Linked DNA regions of Anas platyrhynchos: region 2 is linked to region 1. Evidence: chromatin contacts called from public Hi-C data. All regions are on one chromosome and are shown on one strand. The core of a region is the stretch at or near the end of the contact, and the rest is flanking DNA. Distances in the headings are between cores, read along the strand shown.

What was found. A called contact is a pair of places that touch in the nucleus more often than the background predicts.
Region 2: a contact with region 1 is called in a Hi-C map of F1 follicle, with 5 times the contacts expected there. The contact joins two enhancer-like sites. A contact is called at or near these places in 4 of 8 Hi-C or Micro-C datasets (F1 follicle, liver, skeletal muscle and 1 more).

Annotation. Positions count from the first base shown.
Region 1 is chr3:60,113,150-60,120,110 of IASCAAS_PekinDuck_T2T, reverse strand. No RefSeq gene overlaps it. Among named protein-coding and RNA genes, the nearest start is that of TNFAIP3, 44 kb to the left of the region's middle. Within about 2 kb of position 2,515, at least 1 of the 8 cell types and tissues checked has an H3K27ac peak or open chromatin away from gene starts, as enhancers often do. A contact at or near this core is called in subcutaneous adipose tissue, where this site is marked.
Region 2 is chr3:60,421,361-60,428,500 of IASCAAS_PekinDuck_T2T, reverse strand. No RefSeq gene overlaps it. Among named protein-coding and RNA genes, the nearest start is that of IL22RA2, 13 kb to the right of the region's middle. Within about 2 kb of position 2,535, at least 1 of the 8 cell types and tissues checked has an H3K27ac peak or open chromatin away from gene starts, as enhancers often do. A contact at or near this core is called in subcutaneous adipose tissue, where this site is marked.

The DNA of each region.
Region 1 (6,961 bases), core at 1,266-3,765:
AGCTGAAACACCACACAGCAATGTGTGAAAGGAGGCAGGACTCCTCCTCCATCATTTAGTGGTGCTTGCCTTAACCAGGGAGACACATTGCAGTCCAGCCCTTATATTTTCAAATTAAAACTAAAACAGTATAAATCTCTGAGAATACACACATAAGCACCTGTGTTTGTATTCTTACGCTGATACAGCTTGCTCTGCTTTGTGTGGCAACCTGCTTGCAGAAGCAAACGAGTACATTAATATGAACCATGCACAAATGAGCCAAATCTTATGTCAGTAGGTTATACACACATCTTGAAAATAAATCCTTCAGGCAGGCTTTATTAACATGGGAGAACGCATGAATTTGTACAGGTTTGTGAGAAGAATGTAGAGACCTAAGGCGGAGGAAGTTTTCCAACTCCCTGGTATGGCCTCCTGTATCACACCAGCAGCGTGTCTCACCACCAGCCTTCGCTTTGCAGGTATCTGAGGGTGAGTACTACTAAGCCTTGCAGGAAGGCAACGAGCTGGTCCTGCTGAGCCCACACACCCATGGATCAGGCATATTTCTGCCTGATATTTAACATATTTAACTTTATTTAACACTGGTTAAACCGTGGGCCCAGGAGACCGTACTCCACCAGGAAGATGGAGGTGCACCACTGCCCGGCCAGAAACAGCTACCAGGCATCCAGCTACCACATGGCTCCACAACAGGACCCTTCCAGCCTGATCCTGTCTGCAGGCTAGCCCTTCACAGAAAAAATCCACCAGCTCTGCTGTCTTCTGGCCCCTACGAGCCCTCCAGCCCGGGAGAAGTTCACAAGCTCCGGATGGCAGACAGCTCACAGGCCTCCACCAGCGCTGCGTTTGCTCTGCATTTGCCTCGTTTATGAGGCGGGACCGGCTGGCACGGCCCTGCCCGGCCCAGAGCCCCCCAGCCCGAAGCCCCCCAGCCCCGAGACCCCCGGCCCGGAGCCCCCCGGCCCTGCCCGGCCCCGGCCCCGGCCCCGGCCCCAGGAGCCGCCAGGGGGCGGGCGCGGGCAGCGCGGCGGGCCCGTCCCCGGCCTCCTTCCCCTCGGGGACAGGAGCGTCCTGTGGCAGGCCCTGCCCTTGTGTGGGGGCAGCTTTCTTCTGCCTGCAAGGAGAGGTTTCCTGACCGGGGAAGCCGTCGTGTCCTCGGTCTGGGAGCAGGCAGGTGCTGTGCTGTCCCTCTGCCACGGCACGGTTTGGTATCAAGGGCATCTGGCCACCGCCCGCATCTGTTTTTTGCAAGCAGCCCTTCCTGACTTTTTTTTTCATCCCTGGGGTCTCATACTTTCGCCAGAAGGATCCTGCCCTTATCACTTGTAAAGAAATAAGCACGAAATGAGAGCAATTATCTGACATGGAAAATAAAAAGTGTCATTTTGCATGGCAAAATCTCTCTCCCGGTTTAGTAATCGCCTCCACAAAGCCCAAAAGTGGCACTCGCTTCAGTCTGTGGCATTCAAACATGAGCTAAGTGCCTCCCAGGGCTGCCCCAAGGTGGCTTTGTGCCTTCCCTATTGCACAGCAGTCTCTGGAGAACCAGCACTGAGGGCTCCATGCTGGGACCCAAAGCCATTGTTCCTGTTGTAGACATAACCATCAGAATTAAGGTTGGCTGAGACACCCTCCTAAAGCAAGCAAGACCTTGCATGGAGAAAAATAGTTCAGATAACCGGTAAATGACTGATTTTACTTTGTTCAGGAATTAGCTGGAGTACTGTGGGTTTAGCAGAGACCCTGTTTTTTCATGCAGTGTAAGCCCTCAGGCTCTCTGTCATATGTTTCTGAAGGTAAAGGAACTAATCCAGATTTTTTGCCAAATTCCAGTCTGGGTGTCTAATTCAGCCTACCAGAAGTTCTCCTTCAGGTTGAGGTTGCTGGTAATGCAACGCACAGGTCCTTTCCAAGCAGCCATGCACTGCTGTGGCATGCTGTAAATCAGCTCCTTTATTAGAAACTGGGGAGTGCAGAGAGGTGAGAAATGAATTACTGTACAAAGGGATATAGTGGATTCTTTTGAAAGAAAACAGTTACAGCGGACACATTTCTGTAACTTGTTTTCCAAGAGATGTGCTGATACAACATAATCACCCCGGTGCCCAGTGCAGGCCAACCCCGCTCTTTTCCTTCCAGGTGCAACTCCAGAGTCACCACAGCCAGAAAAAAAAAGAGGCAATCAAAGAGTATTTGGGTGCAAAATTGCAACTACTTTAATAATCCCTTTGATCTGGTTCTCTTTCTGCGTAGGCTGAGGCCGTGTGCTGTGAATACAGCTTCAACAAAAGACAGAAACTAATCTCAAATTGTTCATCCACTTTATCTTTTCCTCCGTGCGCGAACGTGCCTAACCAATTTGAGGAGACAGCAGCTTCCATCAAGTATAGAGTCATGGGTAATTCCCTCAGCACAAAACAGCTTAGCAGTTGGAGAGTTTTACATGATTTATGACCTTCCGTGCATGCAGGGAGGCAGGAAGGGCAGATTGGCAGGCGCTGTCTGGTTGAAACCACCCCAGTTTGGGTGGAGCAGGCTTCTCACAGCTCCAGCTGACAGTTTCACTCTGTCACCAGGCCAGGGGAAGCAAATTAAACTGCCTGGAGTTGCTACAATTAGACATTAATCTCTGCCTCGCTGCTGATTAACTCCTTAATGTCACCCTACCCACCAAACAATTTGTTACTCAGCCATAGACATGAATCTCTAGCAGCTTACTGCCCCTCCTGCATAGGTGCAAGCAGTGACTCTTCTTCCCAAATCCACAGCTTTTGTTGTGGAGTTAGCTCACATTGTACTATCTCCTCAGCCCCAGGCCCTCCCACCAGCAGGGCTAGCACAACGCTGGCCCAGGCAGGAGCAGCAGCTGGAGAAAATGCCTGCTGCAGGAGAAAGGGAACATTTAAAGAATACATCTGAGTGTGATGGGAACTCCTGGGATGGTTCTTAAAGTGCCTTTTAGAAAAAAAGGTAGTGCCTGTCAGAGTACTGATGACAATCTATATTTCCTCTGTGTCTTCAGGAGGCCTGAAGCTGATTCCCTAAGCAACAGATAATCAAAATACTGTTATAATGTTGGATGGGAGCCAGAATGCATCTGTGCAAGCTGAAATTATATGGTTATATATGATTAATGTTGGTCTGGCTTTGGTTCATATAGGCAATGCTTTATCCCTAACACAGAGGGCACGACCTGTCAGGTATTTTGGGCCATTATTCTAATATCTATAATCCCTTGGTCTTTCAGTATATTTATTCCTGCAGCTTCCTCATAAACAGACTATTCCCCCCTCCCTCTTCAACATTGGGCTTGAATATGGAGATCTTGGAAAGTCACAAAGGTTTCTAGATGCCACAGGTGCCTTGTTTTTTAGCATACACCAGAGCAGAGTAATCACAAGGCCATGGGAGCCCTGGGTTCAGCTGCATCCCATAAAAATGTAGCTATATCCCCTCCCCTTCCCTCAGTTGGAGACCTGTGGCTTCACATCTCACTGGGCTAGAGGCAGCACAGTGGTGAACTACCTCATGTAGTAGGTAAGAGAGAATATGTGGGGAAATGGATTGCAGCTCCCTCTGTGACATATGTTCACAAATGTATAATGGTTCTTAAACATGTAACCAGTACTTTGAGAAAAGGCAGAATCTCAGGTCTCCCTTCAGGTGCTGTGTGCTAATCTCTGAGCTCAAGGCAACAATCCTTGTGATCTCTTGCTTTGCTCTTGTACTTACCTTTTCCTCTGCAGTGGATAAAAACACATTTATCAGCCCTAAAGATTAGCTAACATTCCAAGAGAGGTAGTTTTTAAGACTTAGACTTGCTTTCAAACGCTTCATATCTTGCATCCTTAACAGTATAGCTGTCCTTTACAGTTTTACCTAAAGCAACTTCCCAAGGTGACACAGGGCATGAAAGACAGGCAACAATGAACTTTTCTTTTTCTCGTTCCTCTGAAACCTAGGCTAGGTGGCTGGCTGTGCCTCTTTTCTCATAATTTTCTGAGGACAGAATAATATGTATTTCAAGACCATGAGACCCCCTGCTCAGTGCGTTGCTGAAGGTTTGGGATGGTACAGTGCTGCAGTCAGGATGCAGCAGGTACTAAGGGTGGGCACAGGGGGCATCTTGGCTTCAGTGGGGGCAGAACTGCATCAACAGGTAGTGGAAGAGATGCAAAGCACTCTGCAGCCTTAGTGGGCATTTCATCAGCATTCTCCTAATTTCCTGGTTAGTGCCCTTGAATCGTGCTTCCTTCTCAACTAATTCTAATTTTTCCTTTTGTTTTTTTCACCTTAGTGACACTGAATTACATCAGCTGCTTTTCTTCCTCTGGCAATTAGTGCAGCTTAGTCACTCCTATTGAGCATGACGCCCTACCAGCACCTAAAGGACCCTGCTTGTTAGCAGCACCAATCCGGCCACATCACTGTTTGTGTGTTTGTTCCCTTACAGGTCATTCTCCCCCCACATTCATACACAGCACCTTCTGCATCAGCAGGTTTGGAAAACTAAACCTTCTCTTCTCTTGTCTACTGAATAAAAGCAGGTTGCTAAGCTGCTCTGTAGCTTTTACCCCCCAAGAGCTTAACAGCTCTAAACATGTAGACAGTGCCACTGCAATGTGACACTGAAGAGGGAAGTGGTGGTGCCACCTGCTGCACAAACATGCAGACCTTGCGAGCAAAGCAGACATATGCCCACCAAGTGATGACAGAATTTGGCCAGCCCATTAAATATTTCACTGTAAACAACTTGAAAACAGAACTGGGAAACTAAGCTTTGGTTTCAATCTGAGTTTCCTGAACTTTAGAGCAGAGACAAAAGTTTCAGAGGATGCCTGGAGGAGTGTATGTCCATAAATTGTTCTGTCCAAACAGTCAGCTCATACATCAAAGCTCTGTAAATTTGGTCTGCTTCTGGCTGAATCAGCTGAGGTTTTGCCGTGGGCTTGTGTGTGGACGACATGAGACCCGGTTAAAACATATTACTCACAGTATCTCTGTTTGCAGTTTTTAGCCCTGTGGTAAATTTCAGCCTCCTTGCTCACCGTGTTCACATTTGAAAACCCTCAGGTGGTGGAACCTGCAGCCTGGGCACGGGCAGCTACAACCACCTGTTACCGCAGGAAGCAGAGAAGCTGATACAGTCACTACAACATATTCTCCATCTTCTCCTATGTAGAGTAAGAAGTGATTTTTTTTTACATACAAGGAATCAAACCTATCTTACACGGCTATGAAATCTGAACTATTTACCAAACTTGCTTCTTACGTTCAAACTCATCATCCCATAAAGTCTTCTAGATCCCGTACAAAATCTCAGTGTAAACTATTTTGGGCATCTGTCCATGAGTAACAGGTGAAACTTCTAAGACCATCAAACCTGACGTCGACAGCTCTTCCTTCCAATACTTTTATAACTACCACGTTCAGCCAGAGCTGCCCACTAAGTGAACAAACCAAGGGCACATGCTTAGTGTTTACCAAGTAATCCATAACAGGGATTACAATGTCCTTACCGCAAAAGCTAATTCTCTAGAACTGAAATAAAGAGAAGTCAACATGGGTGCTACTAATACAGAAAGCTAAGGTTACTTTCTAAGTCACACAACTGGAAAGAGTGTAACTGTAAAAAAATTACCAGCCGAGACAACAAAAGCTAAATTGTGGTCAGTGGCTGGGCTTTAGCTGTGAGGACTTACTGATCAATTTTGAAAGTTATAAATTTATGTAACAAATTGTTATTTGTCCTATGTAATAAATAACTTCTTATTTGCACAGTGCTGTTAAAAATGTGAACTCCTTCCTCCTGCCCACAGACCACGGCTTGCACTACCGGCATTGTTTGCCAAGCAAGTGGTGATGTAAAGAAAGTGAAATGTCCAAAGCATACCATCAACAGCTCAAGGTTTACTTTAGAAGCTACTGTCCTGGGTGTCTTATTCAGTCTGACAAAGCAGACTGCCTTTTCTAGAGCAAGTGAAACAGATAAAATCCTTGAGATTCTTGTGAGATATTTTTAAGAGAGCCCATGAAGGTCCTAACACTTTTCTACCTGGGAGATAAACTTGCCTGCTTCTAGATGATTAATAAATATGAGTCCATTGTGCCTTCTGATAAAATAAATAAAAATAAATAAATCCATACAAAACTAATTATTATTTAATTGGGTTTGCTTAGGATAAACTTCAAAGAACTCAAGGGCACGATATGTTGCATCTGAACTTATGACATGCTTCCTGGTGAAATTACATTGATAATAGTGATTGCCTTTTGTCTATTTTGTGCCATGACAGGAAAAATCTACACGAAGTGGGATAGGCATTCAGATATATATCTGCAGCAGGTTCCCTTTTGAGCCTGTTTAAAAACAGATTAGTAGAGGAAGGTTGTTTGTACAGATATCAGGTGGTGGTAGTGCCAATAAGTACTGGTAGCATTTCTGAATGGTGCAGTCAAATCTTCCTGTTTTGCATACTGTCCTCCGTTTATTCCACTACACGTGGCAGGATGGACTGAAGTTTGTGGGTTTTTTATTCCTTTTTGGGGAGTGGATGGCAAACTCCAGCCATGTGACTGTCTTTTTTTCTAGATCTGCCTGGTGGAGGTCTAACTCAGCAGAGTATAAAGCAAAGACCTGAAGTGAAGAGCTCCTGTCTCAGACAAGAAAATGACTATAGGTTTAACTTAGTTAAATGATGGGGGGTTGACTCCATAAAACAGGATTATGTCATCCATACAGGGAGGGGATGTTAATATTTATACATTAGTTTACTGGGATAGAAAAGCAGATGTGAACCCATCGTTTGAACTGTCTTCCATAAAATGGAATGAGAGGGGATTTTGCCATTCACTTTCATTAGGAGCAGGCTTATGGGAAGCTGCAGAGTCACAAATATGGAAAATTTTGCATGCTGAGACACAGATGCTTCCTAGATTCCTGTGCTTCCTAGAT
Region 2 (7,140 bases), core at 1,286-3,785, 310 kb before region 1:
GAGTGGCCAACTCGCTGGTGAGCAGTTTCCCTGCTGTTACCTTCTCCTTTATCTTTCCATACACCCATGCTGGATTTTTGCCTCTCTTGTTACGTTGGGAGGTAAAAATTGGTGTCACTTGAAATCAGGCTCCTGGTGCTGCAGCGTGTGCTGGGAGGGCTGTCCCAGCAGCTGGGGCGCTCCCCTGGGATGTGGCAAGCGACTCCTAGAGGAGCAGGAGGGGAAATTAGTTTGTGCTAACCAGGGTGCCCCACATAAACTTCAAGGCAATTGGTATTTGTATATGTGCTTGTTTTGACAATTGACATTTATGTCAAGACAGAAATGAGACATACACCAGGCAGTGGCACAGATGTGAAACAACTCTGTCAGGTGCCAGCAGCCATTGAAAAGCTATTCCTTTTACTCTAGGGAAAAGCTATTCCTTTTACTCTAGGTAATAACATTGCAGTGGTGTTTCTTTATCTGCTAGAAAAGGTTCTTTCACATTGTTACATTGCTAGATTTTAATTTCTTCTTTTTAGATTAATGTTTGAATTATATTGACCTAAAATAATTGAATAATTGTCTAAAATAATAGAAAAAGAATTATATTGTAATATCAGGGGTTTAGTCACTTTTTTTAAAATTATTTTTATTTTATTTTTTCCCAGGCAAAACTTGTGGAGGATCAGCTTTCTCACCTGTGAAGAAAGAGAGTTACCTGGAGGAGTTCAGATATGCAAGTCTGAAAATCTGTCTCGGGAGGTGTAACAGGGTGCATAACATTTCTGCCTGTACAAAGAGTAACAGATCAGTCTGAATGGACTTATTTTAAGAGAAGGGACGAAGAGGGAAAAAAAGTCATTTCATCAGAGTGTGCACAGTGATCACTTCCGTAAAATGTTTCCTCAGCAAGCAGAATGGGAATTGCCTGCTCATTTCCGCAGGCTTCTTGAAGAATTTGTCACAGCTCCTCTGTGCCTGAGGAGCCAGGTACTGTCCAAGATAACAGTGAATAGCGAAACAGAATTCACTTCAAGATAAAGTTCAACAGAGTCAGAGCTGCTGCCGCTACGTGCTACCCACTTCCTATACAACAGTGCCATTGATAGGAATCTGGTTTTAATTACAACAGAGGCTAAAATGTCAGCATGTAAATGGCTAAAATGTCCTGGGGTGTAGACTGAGGATCCACATTTTTGCTGTCCTGAGGAGTAAATGAGAGGGTATTTTCTGCTGCAGCAGAGAGCACATTTTTTTGTTCCGTGAAAATATTTTGCTGCTTGTTTAGTATTTTCTTCCAATCAACAAAAAAGGACATGTGTTTAATCATTCAGGGTGGTCTTGGAGAACAGACTGTCATTTCTGCTCTGGAGCTAGGCCTTCTGTAACTTTCTGTGTCTTTTGTAATCCAACATGTCAGAATGGATATTTTTCTTTAAAATGGCTTGAAACTTCTGACTTGGGCTGAACTTTAACCTGCTGAGCCTGTTGGCGGTGATACAAACACCATCATTATCTTTATTGCAAAGGAAGATAATTTCAAATTTAGCATTCAAGTATTACTTGGGGAGGTTGTCATTTAAAGGGAGACTGAGTGGCCTCAGGTGATAGAACAACAGGCACTTCCACAGCAATCTCATATCTGAGGTCCTCAGACCAGAGAAACATTGTTCATTGCCCAATGCTGCCAAAATACTGCCATGTAACCATTGCAAATCACTTCATTCAAAGGTGTTTGGAGTGTCCGTATATCTTTCCAGATAACTCTGAATGTCTTTATAGACCAGATTAGAGCCCTTTCCTATTTCACAGGGGGATAATACAAAGATAAATACATTGTTAAGGCACTCCAGAGCTTAGGGGTTTTCATGTGCCTAATTCCCATTGAAGTCAATGGTCTCTGAACACTCTGTTCCTCAGTGAACACTTCTCCTCCTTCCTAAGAAATACGGAGTCTATTATCTAACTTGCTGTTCTAATGACTGTGGTCTTTGTGGTCACACAAAGAGGCTCCATAGTTGATACTCTTCCCACAGCCCAGGAAGAAATTTACAGCTTTTGCTGTGCAGCAAGTAACTCTGCAAAAGTTTTCCAGTTTGTATGGCTGACAGTGTGGTAGGGCTGTCTATGTTACAGACATAAGGTTCATCCTTTGTCCCCCCTACCACAAGTGTTCTCTAGTTAGGACAACTGATGAAGCTCTCTGGCACTGTCTGATTCTTGGGATTCCATGGACTGGAAGGTTTTCTAAGTCCCCGTTATAGGAAAAATTAGTACCAGAACTCATTAGAGGGAGGTGATGATAGGTTGTTCTGAATGGCCTGGGGAATACTCTGGGAAGACAAAGTGTGTGTGGGCGTCCACCTCATGACCAGATTACGCTGGGAAAGACAGGCATAAAGCACTCACATTTATGATATGTTTTCTAGCTATCTTGCTTGCAAAGGCTGAAACTATTAAAAGAGGGATTCCGAGTCCTGCTGTCTGTGGAGGTGCTGGCTGACTGTCTGTCACGATGATTGAGGGACATAAAGTTCAGACAGCTTAGTCATTACCCAGTTCTGGGAAATCCACCAGCATGCTCTTTTTCCTCTGAAAATGCTTCATCTCACGGCACAGTTTGTGCCTGGACCTTTTCCCCTAATCATCAGAGGTATGGGAAGGATTATTCAACTGAGTCATTCAGGGATAATTCTTTATTTTTATTTTTTTTTAAACAAAGAGGCTTCTTGCCGGCTGAAAGTTGAGAATTTGGAGGCCTCCAAACACACAGCTGCAGCTGTGTGGGATGTAGGATTTTCAGTTCTGGGTTCAAAGACAATCTAGTCTGCCTGTCTGTAACTAGATGAGACTTTCCACTATGCTAAGATGTGGAAATACCTCAGTTGCTTCAGATACCATCATTGGAAGCATTGGATGGATACAGTCATGAGTTCTTGCTTATATATTTTCTTAGGTTCCTTGTTTTGTTCCTGACCCCTGATTTCTTTGCCCCTCAATCAGGAGGCTAAAGCAAAAGCAAAACTCTATAGTGACGATCATGAACGAAAACAAATTGTACAAGAACAAGGTATAGTATTCGCTTAGTCAATGTAGTTTCCAAATCTATCTCACCTTTGTTTTCATTTTGGTTGGAAACATGAACAACAGCCATAACAAAAGTAGCAGCATAGCTTGTGGTGATAGACATGGTTAAAGCATTGCATTACTACTGCCTTGCCACAACATGTCAGTATAGTCCCGTATATGGTTCAGCCAGACTTCTCTTTACAGCCCCCTGGTTTAAAAGTGTCCCCTTGGAATTTGAGATTTTGCTGTTGTTCTTGTCAGCTTTGCTTTTGTCATCTGTGGAGAAATAGTCGTGTGCACTAAGTGGAAATGTACCCCTCTCTTCAGAAAATAAATACCAGACTTGTTTCAGGAACAAAAAATTCTACTTGAATTTGGTTCATTCTCAGCTTTCTTAATGCTTTTCTTTAAACAAATAAAGGATTGCAAACGTTCATTAAAGTCTGAGTTAAAATGTTCTAAAAACTTTTCCTTGCACAGTTCACATCAAACCATAAAAACTAATAAAATACAAAGAAACTATACTTATGTCTGTGGTTTGATTTATTTTTCTCTTGTATTTTAGAAACTGAAATGGTCTTTTCCAAGCAGTTAGGATTGTTCTATGGCAGTGAAACATTCACATCTGGTAATTTTATGCAGACCATGGCTAAGATACTGCCTCTAAGCAAGTGAATGCAGATGGTCTGCTTCATGTAATGAAGTTAGCCATCAGATTGTGAAAGCTGCTTTAGATTTTGGTACAGCCTAGAGCAAGGGAAGAGTCTGTTCCTTCTTGTGCTACACAGTCTCTCTGCAGTAGCTGTGATAACACCCAAGATTTATGGTCTTACACACTCATTATATATCATAACACTGACTGTTGCCTGCTCAGTCCTTACCTGGAAGTTATTTTTGCCACATGAGTAAATTCTGCCTGGAGGTTAAGTATGCAACCCCCTTACAAACGGTGACCAATGCAAGACAGTGAAAAGGGAAGAGTGAATGTCTTACTCTTTTGTCATCCTTGGTCCCTAAGAAAGTGTAAATATCTCTGGGAAATTCTGTTTTTTGCATATCACAAGTATATCCTAGGACTTGAACTCACAGGAACAACTGTCCTTCCCTCAGCAAGCGAGTCCATGTTGTTCTCCAATGAACTGAAGGGACACGACCCACAGGCCTTGATAAGTACCTCAGAAAAAGTTTCTACATAAAAATTGTTACTATTAATACGTTATATTCATTAATACAGCTAATTTCTGTGATTTTTTTTTGTGCCTGCCTGAAGGATGCCCTGGGGATTGAGGCATTTCCAGTACCTGCTTTCATCCTACTGGCTGGTCAACCTACAGCTTGCTCAAATCTTGAAATTCATTAAAAATACTAGCAGTGACATTTGGATTGTAAACATTAAACAAATCACTTCAATTGCGATTGTTTATGGAGATACATCATGTTCTACATTATTTACCAGCTAAAATGAAACAGAGTGGGGAGTTAATCCTCAGTTTCCTACATGTAAACTTCAGTAAGATGTCTGGACCCCTGTCACTGCATAGCTGAATTTTCTTGGGCTTTGTTTTGGTTTTCTTCCTTTCCAGCCAGTGTAGCAGGAATCCAGGAAATGAGGTACTGCAGGGTGTAATTTGTGAAACTTGCAGAATTCCTGCAGCAGAGAAGAGGCCAGGCCCAAAGGAGGGGAGATTCTTTGGTTTCATGTCCACATAATGCTGACATGTCAGTCTGAGATGTTGAAATCACAGGAAGCATGCACTGATCAGAACTATCTCAACATCTAATGTAAGCATCTCTCCTAGGACTGTAGTCAGTGCAGCGTGACACCCTCTTTCTTGCTTCCTGCATCCATGGTTGTATTCTGCAGCCCAGGAATGGCTATTGAACTGTTCTTTCAGAGAAATGGTACCTCACTGAAATCATGCTTAAAGGTTACTGGTTTCAGTGAGATCTCTGACTAGATATGTTAGATGAAGACTGATCAGAGCTGTCCTGCTCCAGGAAATTCAGATTTGGCATTCGGAAAACTTGCAGTCTGGAAAATGAAGGAAATGGGTATTTGGCCACAAAGAAAAGAAATTTGTTTTGGCTTTTCACTTGAAATACATAATGTTATGAAACACATTTCTTACTGTTTTTCTTTCAGTAAAATTAAACCTTTTTATTAGAAATATTTGTCTGGAAGTGTTTTCGTTGATCCTATTCACATGCAATGCTGGGGTTTGTAGATAATCATTAGAAGCTTGTCTGCTATTTAGTTTTCCCTCCTCTGTTTATCTTATTTCCCCACTTTATCCTACACAGTGAGTGGCTATCATTGGACCCTGAGGGGTCATGTATATCACCACAGGTTCTTGGGCCTTGGCATTAGGACAAAGGTAACCAAGGCACACTGCAACACCCGCTTGCACACCAAGGTTTTATCAGCTGTGTTCCATTGCCATAACTGTGTTTTCTCTTCAGATTTCTTAATGTAACCTTTGAAATCTGTATTTGGTTTATGTGGCACGGTGGTGCTCAGCTGCCCACTGATGTGAAACTGCTACAAAATCATATATATGTAGATTCAGGGTTCAGTTTATACCCACTAACTATCCCATTAGTTTTCTACAGGAGCAATTCAGACGCTACGGTAGAGCTTTGGTCACCCAAGCATAGATGTCTTGTGAATCTCTGCGTGGTGTCCTTTGTGACTTCAGCTGACTTGCCAAGGAGGTAAGGGTCTCCTGCAGAGCCCTTGTATCTGCCAAAGCTGTGTGAATGTTCTGAAAGCTTAGGGGTATTTTAAATTGCACTAGACACCTATGCTGAGGTGAGTGACTTTTAAAATCATCTTGATAATGTCTCTTTGGCCTTAAAGACTGTTGTTGAAATAGCTGAATGATCCTCCCTGAGCAGAATACACAAACATCATGTTCCCACAAGTATAAGGTATCTCCTTGGTTATGGATGCTCATAAAAATAGTCTTGCTCCATACTAATAAAGCAGTCCTTTTCAAAGGCAAAAACTGTTTAGTGTCTGTGCCAGCAGCTGTACCATGAAGCTGGCCAAAACACTTTGCTTGTATTTTGTAACCCTGTTGAAATACACATTTCTTCTCTGATGCTGCAGGCTCTTTGCTCCACAGCTACTCTGTGCACGCTTAACCTGTAGTAGTCACTCTGCTGCTCTCCAGAACATTTCTAATTCTTCATAGCTTAAATCAACATTTTTCCCCAGGTTTCTCTCTCTGATTCTCATTGCATTTGGGGGCACAATTAGTGGTTTCACAGACCTTCTGAAAGTGTAAGTTTGAGTCAACTCTGTTGTTTTTTCCTCTTGGTGATGTACATGTATTTTAGGACCTTTATTTTTTTTCTGATATAAAAATTGAGAACAAGAACTTAGCCCAGAAATAAGAGTTCAACCCAGTCCTATGACAATCATGTACTTGTCACTTGCCAGTTTTTAAAAAAACATGGTGTCCCATAATAAACAATGCTAAAAATACTTGCTCATCTGTTACAAAATGAAAAACAACTGCTTACAACTGCTTCTTGGAACCAGTATGATTTGTATGATTTCTTATAAAGAAGAAGAAAAAAAAAAAAAGAAAATAAACAAAAAATCCCTGTGTCAGAATGACATTTTCTGAAAGACAGTAATGTAATGACAATTTTCCAGATTTTCCAGTTGCTCCTCTTGTAGGTATAACAATTAAAATTAGGGCTGCTCATTATGATCCTGTTCCTGTGTTTAAAATAAGGACATCTCTGAGGTCCCTACAGTGTGATACTGTTGGGTTGCACTCTGTTACTACTGAGGGTATTTATGTATATATATAAATCAATGTAGATGGTCCCACTGCCTTAAAAAGGAGCAAAAAAAAAAAAAAAAAAAAAAAAAAAAAAAAAAAGTAAAAGTTGCTAGTGGTTCTTTAGTATTCTCCGTGGGTGATAGAGCCATTTCAAGAATTCCTTTTTTGTACTTTCCTTGTAAGCATCTGGGCTCAATCTTCCCATTTTTTTACCCATCTTAAGACAAGGACAGTTTGACCTGGGCCTTCAGCAAAAACAACAGGTAAGACTTGCAAGTGATTTCGTCATTTA